2 separate regions of the Sus scrofa genome follow, and region 1 is linked to region 2. A link is a contact called in public HiChIP or PLAC-seq data. All regions are on one chromosome and are shown on one strand. Each heading gives the region's core, a stretch centred on a gene start, on an enhancer-like site or on the middle of the called end of the contact. The rest is flanking DNA. Distances are from core to core; before and after follow the strand shown.

Region 1 (4,640 bases), core at 1,634-4,133, 120 kb after region 2:
TATTTAAGGACAACCAGTAAAGTAAGATACATAGAATGTAAATATAAAAGCCAATAGAAGAAAAAAACCAAGATAAATGTATCAATACATTAATGGATGGAGAAGAAAGAAAGAAGGAGCAAGGAAAATGAAAAGTATGTGAGTAAGTATCCATAATAGGATAATTATAAATATTCTCCTCAAATTTAAAATAAAAATCAGATGTGTAAAAACAATCAAACATAAAAAGATAGAGAATAAAGAGACAGGGAAAGGATAGACCAGATAAATACCAAAAAAAAAAAAAAAAAAAAAAAACTAAAGCAGCACTGCCACATTAGTGTCTGACAAAAAAAATTCAAGGAAAAAGATAATTATTTTATTTGATAAACAGTAATTTGCCAATAATTTTTTTTTTTTTTTTGCTTTTTTGTTTTGTTTTGCTTTGCTTTTTTAGGGCCTCACCCACAGCATATGGAGGTTCCCAGGCTAAGAGTCGAAGTAGAGCCACAACTGCTGACCTACACCAGAGCCACAGCAACGCAGAGTCTGAGCCGCGTCAGCAACCTATACCACAGCTCACGGCAACGCCGGATCCTTAACCCACTGAGCAAGGCCAGGGATGGAACCCGCGTCCTCATGGCTCCTAGTCAGATTCGTTTCCACGGCACCACAATGGGAACTCCTGTAATTTGCCAATAAGATTTAACAACATGTGCCATTAAATGCAAGTTATAGGGATTGCCTGGTAGCCTGGTGGTTAAAGATGTGGCATTGTCAGTGCTGTGGCTCGGGTTCGATCCTTGGCCTGGGAAAAAAATTCCGCTTTGACCCTCAACTGGCCAGGGTCAGAGAACTCGAAAAAGCAAACAAAAAAACAAAAAAATAGAAGTGGAAATGGACTATTCCACCACGATGGTTGAGACTTAAACACACGTATCTCAGTAGTCAAGAGATTAAACAGATTAAAAAATATTTAAGGGTATTGAGTGTTTGAATTATATAATAATATAATTAACAGTTATACAAACACATAGACCTTGCACTGAACAAAGAACAAATAAACTTTTATTTCAGTCATGGCAGAGTCACAAGAATTGGCTATTATGTTTTAAAGAAAATAATATATTATGTTTTCTGATCACAGTTCAATAAAATTAGGTATTAAAGGAATTCCCATTGTGGCTCTGCAGTAATGAACCCGAGTAGTATCCATGAGGACGCAGGTTCAATCCCAGACCTTGCTCAGTGGGTTAAGCATCTGGTGTTTGCTAGGCTGTGGTGTGGGCCAGCAGCTGCAGCTCCAATTCAACCCCTAGCCAGGAAGCTTCCATATGCTGTGGGTGTGGCCCTAAAAAGACAAAAAAAAAAAGGTATTAAAAACCAAAGGAATGAGATAGCCTTCCTGCATGTACACACACACACACAAAGCACTCAAAAAAACCCCAAATATCCAACTGGACCTTTTAAAAGACTCTTTTTGATAACCTTTGGATTATTAAAAAGTGATTAGAAATTTTAAAAATACATATGAGAATTCTACAAATCCAAAAACCTATAGATTCTGGCAAAAATCAAACTCAGATGATATTTTACAGACTAATGCATTTATTCTAAAACAAAAAACACAAGACGGGGGAAAATGAACTATGAGTTCAACTCAATCATCTTGAATAAGACCTAAAAAAGGAGGTATCTTTTCCATGTAAAAAAAGATCTGAAAATTATAAACAAAGAATGAATTTATAAAATGAAAAAAAATGAGAGTCACCCACAATCCCACTATTCTTTCCCTTCCTCTAACCATAACACATATAAGGATCAATCAGTAATTCAAGTCAAATGCCTCAAATTCTGTGATGTTTATCCTATCAATATCGAGCAAGTCCCCTTTCAAGTGAGGACCCTGGGTGTTTTCATGAGAGTATTTAGTTTGACGTGTGTGTGTGCAAGTGGTACGTGTGCACACGCATGTGCTATGGTGGAGCGATGGGCAAAAGGAACCTCCTCATCATTCTTTGTCAGGAATACCGCTTTCCTTTTAGAAGAATTTGTCAAAAGGGAAAAAAATGGCTCATTTTAGCAGATTTTCCAGAAAGTTTTTGGTGACATGAAAATTTGCTAAAGATGTGGCCTGCAAAATGAAGTGATAAAAACAGTGAAGGAAAAAAAAATATGTATATATATATATATATATATCAGGAAGTGATCGGGAAAGAATCCCTTGGAGTCCAATGAGGGTTAATCACTTTGGGCTCTGAGGTTAACAGAGGAGGTTTTCTTATACAACCAACCCTGATAGAAACACCACTGAACTTCTGCCAAAGAACAAGATCACTTTCGTTTGGCTAGAAGGTCCAGGAAGAGCCAATCTTTCACATTTGGGAAGCGGTCGTGTTTTGGGTCAATAAAACCATTTTGTTTAGCAGAAGGTATCTGGGGCACTTAATGGGTTTCTTGTTTGGGCATTGACACTACTGGGAGGTATGCCAGGAGACTACACTCTTCTCTTGGGAAGAATGAGAAGAAATAACCAGCATGTCCAAACAAGCTGCGAAATCCTATCCCTTTTGCCCCCTGAAATGAGTCCAATGCCCTAAGATAAAGGAAATCCATTCTGTAATCTGATGGGTTTGTTACCAAGCCTTTTGCCAAGAAAAACACCTTCCCTTCACATAGTGCCAGGGTCCAGGTGCATAAACTCCAGTACAAAATAAATAAATAAATAAAATAAAAATCCTTGGCATTTAATGTATATACTCTAATGACAGGTAACACTATAGATTTTCCCAGCAAGGGCAAGGAGTGTGCTTCCCTCTCTTGCACAGACACTGTATTGGAGGTCTTTTGGTTTGATTGCCAAGGTCAGAGCACAAATATAGAAACCTAAAATTAGATTACTACCATCCTTGTTGTCGTTCTCAGGGCTCTCTGAAAAGATGGCCTTTGAATTGCCACCACTCATCAGCGTTCTAGATATTCAATGCATGGTGAATATTTCTCAAATGAGATGAGCTCTTTTTTCTTTCTGGGTTGGACTTAAATGTCGTCAGTTTGGGGTAAAAATTATGTGAGAAAATGAAAACCTGATACCACAAGTATAAGACTCATTTGTATCTATCCGTATACAGTGCTTTATAATTGTTGAAGCACTTTTACAAAATCTCTCTCCCTTTACATCTCACAAAATTCTGCTTTTATTCTTATTTTCCAATAAGCAAACCAAGGCTCAAAAGTCTTAAATAACTTGTGAAAGGCAGTTTCTTGCAGCCATTGCTCTGTAGACGATGACCTGGGTTACAAATAATATTTCCCTAAGTGGGGTTAAATCCATCTTTCACGGAAATAAAGAGATAAGGGAGAAAGCAAATCTGCTGCACAAAACTTATAGGCATTCCTTTAAGGATTTCTTCCAATTGCAGATTTCTTTTAGAGACTGTATATAAACAGTATATATGTGTGTGCACATGTATTTGAAGGTCATCAAACACAGCTTTAAATGTCTTATGGCTCTGAGTTCAGATGGATTGTTTCCAGGGCTCTTACTGTTGCTGTTGTTGATTTATGTTTTTGTTTGCTCCACATCAACGTATGAGAATTCAACTCCTCTGTGCCACAAAGACAGAGTGATAACCTCCCCTGAGTGGTTGTCACACACCTTTAGAGGAAAAAGTCTGGAAATTCTATATTCACTAAAGTAAAAAATTTCCACTCTTAGGTAGTCAAGGAAATTCCTCACTTCCTCTTTTTTTTCTGGCAAGCACATAGCTAGGTGTCCTAGGCATTTAAATAATATGGCTGGTCTGGTTTTACCAATGGCACTAGCTGGACCAGCCACATTTTTTTTTTTTCTATTCTGCAGACTGCCAGCTCTCCCAAAGGGGAGAATCCTTTCATATTTTATTCATAAAAAAGACTTACTTCGAAGAAAGCCTTCGTCGAGGGCGCTCCCACTATGTAAAATGATGAAAGGCTTGTCCTCCAAAACAGGAGAACAGACAAGGCAGATTCACAGACATCAAATAGGATTGTATTCTCGCTCACTGGACACACCTCGTACCTTTGCATTTTCCTTTTTAAGTAAATTCTATATTGCACAGAACTGCATGCAAATCACTGGCAGGAAAGAGCAACCCAAGCCCTTTCTAAAGCGTGCACATGTGCAGGTTCAAGATGGCCTTATTTCAGTAAAGAACAGGAGAAACAAGTGTCAAGTTTTTCTTCTAGTAAATGTAGGCCATCAGCCCACTGGAAGGTGTAAAGGACAGGGGCAGAGACCCTTGATTTTAAACCTTTTCTTCCAGGTGAATACTGCGGTAGGACCCCTGCTGAGGTATTTGCATCTCCCTCCCCCATCTCTCCATTGGGAAAGGAGCTTGTTTATTGCAAGTAGGAACAGGATCTTAAAAAAAAAAAAAGTAATTTTGTGGGCCTTCTCCACTAATTGCTATTTTGGCAGTCTCCTGTCCACTTCTTTTTATTATCCTACAAAATGATCGTAAACCTATAGAATGTTTAAGACTAGTGAACGCCTACAGGCAGAGCAATTGCAGTAAGCCCCAGTGAGCTTAGATGGCCCAACACAGACAGACACTGGCAGCGGATCTTGTTTTAAGAGACCCTAAATTCAGGTGTCATGTATGAGCCAAGAGAAGGCAGAA
Region 2 (4,917 bases), core at 764-3,263:
ACCACCACACATCTTGCCCCTTCTGTCTTCCAAGAGACTGGCATTTACCCACTTGGAACTCTGCCAAATTCTTTTTAGTCCTCTTGGGGAAAATATAAAGGGAGAAACTCAAGTCTACAGGGAGCAGGAAAAGAATTCAGTAGCTGTGATCAGAGATGGCATATCTTTGGATAAATCATCATACTGACAATGTCATGATTCCTTTCCTTTATGCTGTGGTTATTATTTGTATTACATCTACATACATTATCAACTCCAAAAGGCAATGTTACAATCTTGAAATGTTACAAATGATCATGTAACACTGTTCTAATGTTACTAAAACCACATTTAGGTTTTGCAAGGTTATACTACAGAAACTGTGCTGAGTGATTCATACACACCTCACTTCTACATCTCAGTAATTGTACAAGATAAGAAATGGAACAGAAGCCAGTACAGAAAGGCAGAGTCACTTGCTCAAAATCCCACTGTAGCCAGATGACAGCTGCGATTTCAGCTCAGAGTGCATCCAAAAGAAGTCTTTAGCCACTGCTATACTGCTTGCTGCTAATTGCTTGGAATTACTCAGAATTTCTCCCAAAGCTGAACGGTCCTCCTCTCTGTTGGTACAATTTGGCAAGGGGGCAGCTGGTTAAGGAGATGATTAGTGTGGTTCGTCTAATAATTAAATTGTGGGCTTTGCAGGCTAAGCAGTAATCTGCGGTATGAAGCAGGGTTTTTTGAAAGTGTGTGTGAACTGTGGTTCTCGTTTGCCTGGCCTGGTAAAAGACACACAGGGCAAAGACAGCATCTTCATTATAGGAATAAACCACTGTTAACTACCAAGAAAATACTGTTGAAATGATGTTTGCCCAAGGAATGCATGCCCAATAGAAAATGAACTGACGGACTTGTGTAATTGTTGATTGCAGGAGGTATAATTAATCCATTTCATTTAGGGTAGGAGGAAAAAACACCTTTGCTCTTAGTTAAGATATGGACGTAATCATTACGTTGAAAAGAACTCCACCTTTAGGCCACTGGTGTTGGGGACGTCATTCTTCTAATCTTCGGAGAAGTCAATTTTATCCAGTCATCATGTTGCAGAACAGCTGCTTGCATTGCTGAGAGCTTTCTTCATGGCAGGTGTTGTGCTAAATGCTTTACCTGCATTACCTTGTTTTAACCTCACGACAAACCTGTTGGGCGCATTTTACAGACTGGGAAATGGAAGAGCTTATTAAGTGATGTGTCCAACTTTACATTCCTAATAAGTGGCAGGGCCAGATTTGGATTCCAGACCACATAATGGCTATGCATCTGTGCATGATGAGTGTGCCATGATGCCTCCACTTGCATTATAGAGGAAAAGATGTTGACTGGGAGTCCAAGGATCTAGGCTTTGGTCTCAAAGCCACCCACAATTGGTCATCTGCCACCCACTATCCAGGAAATGCCATCCTCATTACTCATCTCCCACATCAATATGCAGACAACAACTGCCCTGCCTGGCTTCTCTCACAGTTTGCTTCCATTGAATGCAAAAAGTTTCCTACGTGAAGGGGCTGATTAATAATGACAGTTCAACTCTCAAAAATATTTTTCAATTTATACCCAATTAATTTTTTGGTCTCCCAGCATGATCAGACTGGAATTGCATTTTATGGAAACTAGTTGATAAAGATGTGTGGGGAAGAATATTCCGGAAAAGAATACTGTGAGCAAAGGTACAGAAGAATGTTGAAGCCCCTCCCCAAGAATATCAAATAAGGAGAGAGTTCAGTGAGTACCTTTGATAAATGTCAAGCAAAGCTATTTAGATTTATCCTGAAAGCAAAGTGAAAACACCAAAGCTTTCTGCTGTTGTTGTTTGTGTTTTTTGTTTTTTTCTGAGTGTGTTGCTCCATGTGATTGCCTAGTGTTGGGTAGTGATTCCTAAAGTAAGAGGGAGAAAAAGTCAAGTCAGACGGACCAATAATCAGACTGCTACACCAGTTGAGGACTGAAGGGATACACTGGAGTCACGGCAATGAAAGCAATTGGACAGGTGTAAGGGAGAGTACCAGGGCTCTCCGAAGAGTCCCGGGTCTGAGCAGACATGTAAGACAGAAAGGAAAAAGCAAAGATGACTTGAGGATTTTGACCCCGAGTGCCAGGGAGAAAGAGGCTAAATGGGGAAATCCAGAGTAGAAGTCTCTGTAAGGAGGAAAGACGGTGGGAAACGATTACGGAGATGGCAAACAAGCAGTGGAACATGGACAACCAGAGCAGTGAGGAGCACTTAGGTCCCCAAGGAAAAAAACATTGAGGTTTTGGCACCCTTGACAGCGAAGCCATGAGAACAGCTGAGCTGCCAAGCCAGCCAAAGGAGTAATAGGGCAAGGCGCGTAGCTCGGTGCATCTCTGTATTCGGGGGACTGTAGAAAGAATAATCAACAGGAGGCAAAAATGAGTCTTCATGAAAAAGATTAAAATTATGTACTGGCGCATACAGGCACATACACATGTATACACCTATACACACAGGTGTCTGTGTCTGTGTGTGTGTGTATAACCAAATTCCAGAGTGAGGAATTTGGAGAGAAGTATCAAGTATCAACTGGACTCTTGTACTCTTGCTAATAGCATCTGGTTTTTCTTGACCTCTTAAAGGGCTACTTCCCATGAGTATATAGACCCTTAGAAAAGTCTTCCATGCCCAAATGCATTTGTTTCTCCCGGCGAATTGTTTTCCTTTATGCCTATTTTGGCATCGTTCATTACATAATCTCCCTCATCATCATCTCATTTTGCTTCCAGAAACATATTCTCAAGTGCCTGGCTACGTAATAAATACTCTCTATGGATGCTACCCAACTCTTGGTTACATGCAGAATTGCTGAGCTGTAATGTGCTACCCACTAATATTTCTAATGCCTCTTGGAATCATACCAGCATTAACCATTTATAAAATACCAACTGCTACTCAGTATGTAGAAATGTGATTGCATCTCACTGCTTGCCAAAACAACAGGCCTTTCTGAGATCATTTTGCTTTTTCTGGTTTCCGGGAGAATACAATATTGGGATCCATGGTCCCTTGCCAAGTGCAAGCTAGCGGTAGTTGTTTTTTTCCTAAATGATTTTATTATATTGAGGATTTGCCTTGGAACAGAATGTTCCACAGACACTAATATGCAAATAGTTTTTTGCCTTTTTTTTTTTAGATAGGGTGACCCTTTCCCCATTCTACCTCCCCAAGCTTACTAACTTAATAAGGGAATTTAAAATGTCATTAATACGTCCAACGGTGGATCTGCTTTGCATTGGGAAGATGCAACATGATGGAGCACTAGGTCAAAGACGTTTTTAAAAATTTAAACTGATGCCACAGGTAGATAATGTCCTGGTAAACCATGGCCTTCCACTGGTCACAGAAAAATAAACACTGATTTGTAATGACTCGGGCCAGTTCTACTTTATGCAGAAGGTGGGATCCAGAATGTTAATAACGCTTAGGGTTATAGATAAGGGTCAGCTGAACATGAGAGTTATCAGCTTTGAGATAAATAATTCCACTCTCTCGTGTCCTCAAATAGATCTAGGATTCACTTGTGCCACAGGAGAGTATTTCAGAACGGTGTTTCTACTACATCTTCACCAGAAGAGCACTTTCTCTAAACTCAAAGTTGTCAATCAGGCCCCATTATCTAAAGTATCATTATGAACATTGAGCAAAAAAGCTCAATAAAATCAAATATTAATCATACTGGCGGAAGAGAACAATTGCTCAGGACTATATTCTCTCGCAAAAGCCTGGAGATGTGACCTTGACAATGGTAGCTATTAGTCAATATATGCACATATTTTGTATTTATAGTGTCAAATATGGCACTAGTTTTCAGGAATACAAAATAACTCTGATGTGCTTTGTGTTTTACGCACGTGACAAGGGATAAAGGAAGGTTTTCCTGCAGGAAAATTTCAGTGGGGTTTCAACAGACAATGAGAAGCTTTTCCTGGTGAGAAATGGGGAGAAATAAAATTCTAGAAAAACAGTACTTGTGTAAAGGCTTGAAATTAAAAAAAAAATTATATATTTTAGGTTAATAGGATAGTAGGGAAAATTACAAGGGAATTTTCAATTTTTATTTTACATATTTAGAGTCACAGGATAGAAGGAAAGGTTAAGAAGGGAGGTTCTAATATTTTAATAGATTACTCGGGCTGAGATAAAGTGATTGCCCCACTTATAAATTATGTAGACATGCAGGACATTGAAATACAGTTTCCTGGAGAAAAAATGACTGTCATGCAATGAGTCCTCTACTCCTTTGCCTCAGCTGCAGTACATGATTTTAGTAAATGCTGCTAGGAAAAACATTTCATCTAAGCCAATACACTCAACCTTGAAGTTCTGCTTCAAGATCATGACACCTGTTACTTAGTCCCAGCATGGTTAAGTTCATGGCATTTGCCTAAGGAAAATGCCATCAGGAAAAGTCTCCAGAACCTCAGATGATTCTTCCAGTGCAAAAATAATCCTTTAACAGACCACGATGGAAGATAATATTAGAAAGGGATTATGTCACTTTGCTGTACAGCAGAAATTGGCATGCTGTAAATCAACTACATTCTAATTAAAAAGTTACTAAATTTAAAAAACAATCCTTTATAAACTTGACTCTTTAAGATCTCAAATTAAGAGCCTAAAGACTCTTGAGCCAAGGACTCGGCTATCTGCCCAAGTGCCTCCTCAATCCCTGAGAGCCTTAAGGTGGGTCACGCTTGAGCTACAGAAGAAACACAAGACACCCCTTGTCGCTACCCACCATCCAGGATCTTGTCAGGGAAGCAAAACACACCATGGAAAAAGGCCGTGTAATTCAGACATGATGCTGGGTAATTCAGATCCTAGATGGACTGTGACATACCACCTGTGGGGCAGCCTAACAG

What was found. HiChIP or PLAC-seq counts read pairs in DNA pulled down with a chosen protein or histone mark.
Region 1: an H3K27ac HiChIP or PLAC-seq map of skeletal muscle shows a contact between it and region 2. The contact joins two enhancer-like sites. A contact is called at or near these places in 4 of 47 Hi-C or Micro-C datasets (embryonic fibroblasts, heart right ventricle, psoas muscle and 1 more) and 1 of 2 datasets of contacts at active chromatin or transcription factors (skeletal muscle).

Annotation. Positions count from the first base shown.
Region 1 is chr12:10,341,893-10,346,532 of Sscrofa11.1, forward strand. No RefSeq gene overlaps it. Among named protein-coding and RNA genes, the nearest start is that of KCNJ2, 13 kb to the right of the region's middle. Within about 2 kb of position 2,884, at least 2 of the 83 cell types and tissues checked have an H3K27ac peak or open chromatin away from gene starts, as enhancers often do. A contact at or near this core is called in skeletal muscle, where this site is marked.
Region 2 is chr12:10,227,403-10,232,319 of Sscrofa11.1, forward strand. No RefSeq gene overlaps it. Among named protein-coding and RNA genes, the nearest start is that of KCNJ2, 130 kb to the right of the region's middle. Within about 2 kb of position 2,014, at least 4 of the 83 cell types and tissues checked have an H3K27ac peak or open chromatin away from gene starts, as enhancers often do. A contact at or near this core is called in skeletal muscle, where this site is marked.